2 separate regions of the Mus musculus genome follow, and region 1 is linked to region 2. A link is a contact called in public HiChIP or PLAC-seq data. All regions are on one chromosome and are shown on one strand. The core of a region is the stretch at or near the end of the contact, and the rest is flanking DNA. Distances in the headings are between cores, read along the strand shown.

What was found. HiChIP or PLAC-seq counts read pairs in DNA pulled down with a chosen protein or histone mark.
Region 1: a contact with region 2 is called in an H3K27ac HiChIP or PLAC-seq map of microglia, with 5 times the contacts expected there. The contact joins two enhancer-like sites. A contact is called at or near these places in 4 of 115 datasets of contacts at active chromatin or transcription factors (bone marrow-derived macrophages, embryonic stem cells and microglia) and 3 of 9 other capture datasets (adipose tissue, liver and pancreatic islet).

Annotation. Positions count from the first base shown.
Region 1 is chr8:90,975,584-90,978,571 of GRCm38.p6, reverse strand. It overlaps Chd9 (chromodomain helicase DNA binding protein 9), which reads right to left. Exons shown (of 40, transcript NM_177224.2): 6 at 1,505-1,651; 7 at 1,024-1,092; 8 at 889-944. Among named protein-coding and RNA genes, the nearest start is that of Gm39221, 82 kb to the left of the region's middle. Within about 2 kb of position 1,256, at least 94 of the 459 cell types and tissues checked have an H3K27ac peak or open chromatin away from gene starts, as enhancers often do. A contact at or near this core is called in adipose tissue, bone marrow-derived macrophages and microglia, where this site is marked.
Region 2 is chr8:90,794,023-90,797,094 of GRCm38.p6, reverse strand. No RefSeq gene overlaps it. Among named protein-coding and RNA genes, the nearest start is that of Gm19935, 22 kb to the left of the region's middle. Within about 2 kb of position 1,549, at least 177 of the 459 cell types and tissues checked have an H3K27ac peak or open chromatin away from gene starts, as enhancers often do. A contact at or near this core is called in adipose tissue, bone marrow-derived macrophages and microglia, where this site is marked.

The DNA.
Region 1 (2,988 bases), core at 7-2,506, 180 kb before region 2:
AAAACCCACACAATTTTTTTTGAAAGAGTTAGTCAATGTATGAAGAAAAGCTGGAACCTATACAAAAGGAATCCACTTCCTCACAACTGGTCACTCCACTGATTTAACCAAGGTAAAAATGGAAAACCTTAAAGTGAAGTCATCAATGAATACATCTGACACAGCAACCGAAAGATCAGTTGTTGTGTATAAACATAATAACACCTAAAGAGCTCAAAACAGAAAGGGGATAAGTACCTATAGTTTATAAAATCATATTTTATAATATTCTTGCATGTTCATATAATTTCAAATATTCAATCTTAACATGAGAGGTTTTCCTTCCTTCCTCCTTTTTTTCTTTCTTTCTATCTTTTTGTTTCTAGAAGCAGGGTTTCTCTGTGCAGCCCTGTCTGTTCCGGAACCAGCTCTATAGACCAGGCTGGCCTCAAACTCAGTGACCTGCCTGAATCTACCTTCCAAGTGCTGGGATTAAAAGTGTGTGCCACCGCTGCCTGGTGACAAAAGATTTCAAATACAACTTTTTTTTTTTACTTTTTAATGATTGAGTTCTTGAAATTATAAATAATACAAATTTTTATTAAAATGTAAATAAAATGAAAATGTATGGCTGGAGAGATGGCTCAGTGCTTAAGAGCACTGACTACTCTTCTGAAGGTCCTGAGTTCAAATCCCAACAATCACATGATAGCTCACAATCATCTGTAATGAGATCTGATGCCCTTTTCTGGGGTGTCTGAAGACAGCTACAGTGTACTCACATATAATAAGTAAATCTTTTTAAAAAGCAAGTATATTAATTGTAACTCAATATACTTACAAGTTAGATAATTTATATTTAACTAAACATCATAATGTTACACCATAATTTTTAATTTAAATACTTACTAATTTTTGTACTTTACAAAAAATTCTTCTATATCAAGCATAACTCCAGGTGATACCTAAAACATTAAAATGAACAACTGTGATTCAAGCAGGGCAGAAACTACACCATGTAAGGTATAATGTACCATGACTTACTTCCTTTTTTACAGTCCTACAAGCTAGTATTTTGTCTACAATTGCAGCATCTTCTTCACTTGGATTTTCCTAGGAGAAAGAGGGAAAAATCTATGATGGAATGAATATATTCTCAAAAGGTTGTCATTTAACAAACAAGAATGCATTCACATTGAGCACTATGTGAAATGTCAGGAACGAGAAACAAGTCTTATTCTCACTGCCCTGACATCATCTGCATGGCCACTACTAACCATGCTGCGCTCCTTCATTTCAAAACCTCTACTATCACCGCTTTTGCGGCCAACTGGAGCCTCGAGCTAATCAAGATAAACATTTGCCTGAGGTTTCAAATCAAACTGACAGTGGCTGAATGTTTGGCTCACAGTGCATAAGAGAAAAAGTAAAAGTAGAAATACAGACTCTGGTGCTGAGTTAGACAAGGAAGCCCAGGAAACAAGGGCTCTTGAGTTCCTGGTGGCTGGCTCGGGCTTAGTCTTACCACAAACAGCTGCAGAGGCTGCTCTCCAGGCGGAGGAGCCGAGTTCCTCTTAACTCTCAGACTGCCTTTCACTTCTTCTTCAGATTGCTTTCCTTCTGCATCTTCTGCATATTTTTTCCTCTTAATTTGTCGATTTGATCTTCTTTTCTGTAATGAATCACAAGGATCTGATTTATATAAATTATTTTAAAAATATTTAGCAGGGATTTAAAGAATGTTACCCTTTATGCTGGTGATGTCTTAGGACAAAAACCTTTGAAAGTATATCCCATTCTGGTCTCTCATGGTTTTCTGAGTAAGGCTGTAGCATGCTCGTGGCCGTGAGCTCACAATCCTCCCAAAGCTTCACTTGGCCCAGTTTCAAATATGAGAGCTGAGGGACACCTTTATTTATTTTTCTTTATAAATTAAGGCTAAAAAGATCTGCTTTTGTTTTGAACTAGTTCACAGCTTAGAAATGCAATATTCTATTAGTAATACCTTTATTGCTGGATGAGTTTTCTTTAGAAACAATTATGAAAATGAAGGGTTATTTTATTTAGCTATTGATTTACTCCCTAGGCAACACACATTTTAAACTATATACAGTTTCACACATTAGTCCCAAACCTAAAAGTTACATCAAATGGTTCCTGTTAGATAATTATTTGGGGATAAATGTGGAGGAAATTAAATGTTCTCTAAAGTATGTAAAAATGTTTAAGATAGAAATAATATGAAATCTTTTAGAATAACTACATAAAATGATTCCCTTTAATTAAATCTAGATGAAGTAATAAAGTGGTTCACTAGTACTAATAGTTTCCTTAATGTTAAAAAAAGCACAAAAACCATAAAACTAGAGCCTTTTAAAGGTATTATTTAGAGTAACAGGTCTTTTTAATAGTCTAACTTTAAATCAGAACCAAATGTACGTGGCTTTACATACCTCCCTAATCACAATTTTTCATGTTTTCACCCCCCCCAAAAAAAAAGAAAAAGAAAAGAAAAACCAAAGCTTAGGTTGGTTTCAGAATACATGAGCTCTTAAAGGTATTTGCACTTTCATTCAGGGCAGAAGGCTCTCTACTGAGTAATAGCAGTTACTGCATGAATCCAACTCTTGCTTTTCCTGTTCTATTTCCTGACATTCCCCAGAAGTGGTCTCAGAAAACAGCCCATATGTTCTACCTATGGCTCCTGCGGTATTACCTATGTGGGAGCTTTTTCCTTATATTCACAAACATAACAAACGCAGCTGTAACAGAACCAGCTGAAACTGTGTAGCAGTGAGGCACCGAGCTGTTACTGTACTAAGGCTGCAGTGGTTGTGCCTTTATGACTATGCTTCATTTGTTTTATGAGCTGAGCAATACTGCAAGAGAGAAAGGCAATATATGGAGGGCCAAATCCCATGTCTTTTTGTTAGGATGGTCACCATCTGCTAATACTTGCTCTGTTAGTGGAAGAAGGGGTCTAGGTTTGATGTCTACAACTGAGCAACA
Region 2 (3,072 bases), core at 300-2,799:
ATTAGCAAATTTTTGATATTTAATGTCTATGTATATACTTTGAAGTTCTAAGAGGTTCGACAAACCACAGGTGGCTTTCCAACCTTTTAAAATCCTGATATCAAACAGCACTTAAATTTCTGTATTCTTTAGGAGGCAGTGTTCCAAGGAAATCACTCTGGGAAAGACTGGCTAGATGGTTTCTATTGATTCCTCTTTGCCTTTCTGGCTCTTTGACTTTGCTGCTCAGGGACTCCAAGAACTTTCTCTTCTTCAGTTACTCACAGTACTTTATTTCCTTCCTGTCTTTTTTAGTTTTAGACAGTCTTCCTCCGTACAGCAGGCTAGCCTGGAACTTACTCTCCTTCTGTTGTCACTTCCAAAGTGCTGAGATGAAGCCCACTGTCCTTTCTGTCTCAAAGCCCTTTTGTGTTAAGGTCTGTGACTTACAGGGAGAAATATTTCCTGTGGTTCATGGATGAGACAACAGGACAGTGGGTTTCCTTTCTTCAGACCTGAACAGTTTTACTGTCATGTCCCAGGTGAATGTGGTTTCTAGGTTCCAGTTGTTTTGTTTTGTTTGTTTTTTTAACTTTCAGAAAAAGTTTACTTTGTCAAGGTCAGAAAAGCAGGTCAGAAATGGAATCTTCTGCCAAGCTTGGTGTTCTGTAATCCTACCACTTGGAAAGACTTAAGGCAGGAGGATTATAAACTTGAGGCCAGGAAGGCAAGAGAAACATACAAACTCCCCAGAGACACAAACTCTTTAAGTCAAGAGGAACATTGTGGTTTTTGTGCCTCCTGTGTGGTCAGCTCTGAGAATGAACTGGCTAAATCCTTGTTGGATTTTCAACTGGCAGAAGTAAGGCAGGGTCCTACCCAGAGACCAGAGGACGAGCTCCAGTCTAACTTCTCGAAGGAGAAAAGCTTAAATCTGTGCCTGATAATTACGAAGGGCTGAAAATGTGTGTATCCATGTGAGGATGCGTGTGTTTTTGAAACAAGGTCTCTAGCTCAAGCTTCCTTATATATCCAAGGATGAACTTGAGCTAGGTTTCCCTGCCTCCATCTCTCCTAAGCACGGTATTCCAGGCACCTGCCGTCACGCCTGGATTATTTACTGCACAAATGAGTACAGTGACCTGGCTCTTGTAGCCCATTATCCTGAATTTGTTCATAACCACCCTGGTACTTTTCTTATTTTCCACCCCTGAAATCTGCTCCTCTGTTCCCTGCCCCAGGAACTGACTCCAACACCCATCTGTTTATTCAAACAAGAATCTAAAAACATCCCTGACGCATCCCTCTCCTCTCTGAGCTGGCTGCTGTGTGCAAGCCAACAGGAAGCCAACACTCTCTACAATGTGACTCTTCTTTTTCTGCTACAGTCAGAGCGGCCATGACACCATCACCTCGCACCAGAATTGCGTTACTAATGGCTTTGACCTGCTCTCCTCTGATGCTATGGTCCAGTTTCAAACCCTCTTCCACCTGCCGGTAGTGGGGCTTTTTCAAAACAGAGATCTAATCTTGATCAAAGTACAACAAAACAGAAAACAGGCTCACTGCTCTTTGGCACCACCTAGGGGACAGAATGGAACAGAGGCAAGGGATGGTGGGGGTGGGGTGCGGTGGGGAGAAGGAAGTGTGGGCGGGGCTGGCCCTGCTTCCTCCAGGGGCAGGGTAAAAAGAGTGAAAGGCTGTAGGGTTTTTAGTTTCTTCCGGGCTGGACATATTTGTATACACAGCTCCCTGTCCTCCACGCAGGTCTTTGATGGCTGGGGTCTGAGGGTTTCCAGCACCCTGGGCGCTGTTTCAAAACTTCAACTATCTGGTGGAGAGTCAGGCAGGAGAATTTACCTTCTTGGAGGTAACATCTGCCTGCAGGTTTAGAGCAGATTTAGGAGCACAGAACAGTCACTAGAGGGAGGAAAAGGCAAGCGAACAATTCAGGCTTTCTTAGGTCTCCAGGAGGCTTCTCCTGGAGCCACACACTGGAATCACCCAGGGAGACCTTAAAAACCAGAGATGCTCATCCTAGCCCTAATGATCTTGCTGGCTGAGGTTTTGACTAGATGGTCCCAAGGGGCAGCCAGGGTTTACAACCGGAAGCAAAGAAGGAAGGAGAAAGGAAGAAGAGTGAGGAAGGGAAGACAGGAAGAAGGAGGGGGCTAGGAAGGGAGAGAGGAAAGGGAGAATGAACGGTTCATCTTAATAAAGACAAAGATTCACACGAAGACCACCGTGTAGTCCTCCCGTCTGTATTCCCACCATCCCAGGCTCCAGTGTTTGACATTCCAGCCACACAGCTCTATGTTCCCTTCTTCAAGCTCATCCTACTCTCCCTGGACACAGAAGTTTTGACTTGCTAACTCCCTGGCTTTTTGCCATCATAGCTCTGGTCCCTCACCCTTCATATTTTCACTCTCACTTTCCCAGGATGCCTTTCAGGACGCTCTAGGGCATCCCCTGTATCCTCTGCAGCACCATCAACTGCACTGAACATTTGACTAGAACTTTTACTCTTAGTCGTTCTAGCTAGGGCTTCATGAACATAAAAGCTACATTTTAACTTATTATTTATATATAATATGTTAATATAATAACATGTAATAAGTTTATAAAATATACTTAAAATGGAACACGCACACACACACACACACACACACACTTAAAATAGAACACACACACACACACACACACACACACACACACACACACACACACACACACACACACACACACACACACATACACACACACTAGGTTTTCCTTCTAAAGTCCAAGCTAGCCTAGAACTAGCTATATAGACCAAACTGGCCTTGAACTTGTGATTCTCCTGAAGAGGGCCTAGCTTGTGGGATTGGCATCTGGTACATGAATGCACAGGTAAGTTTATTATTATTGTGCTGGGGGAATAAAACCTGGGATCTTGTGTATGCTGGGTAAGGAAGTGCTCTATCACTTAACTATAAGTCCAGCCTTAAGGTATCTTAAAGCTACATATAGAAATAGATATGTCGAATACATATAAAGCTAGATGAAGTTCCACTGAGCATTGGATACATTTGCAAGAATTTTCTTTACAGGTTT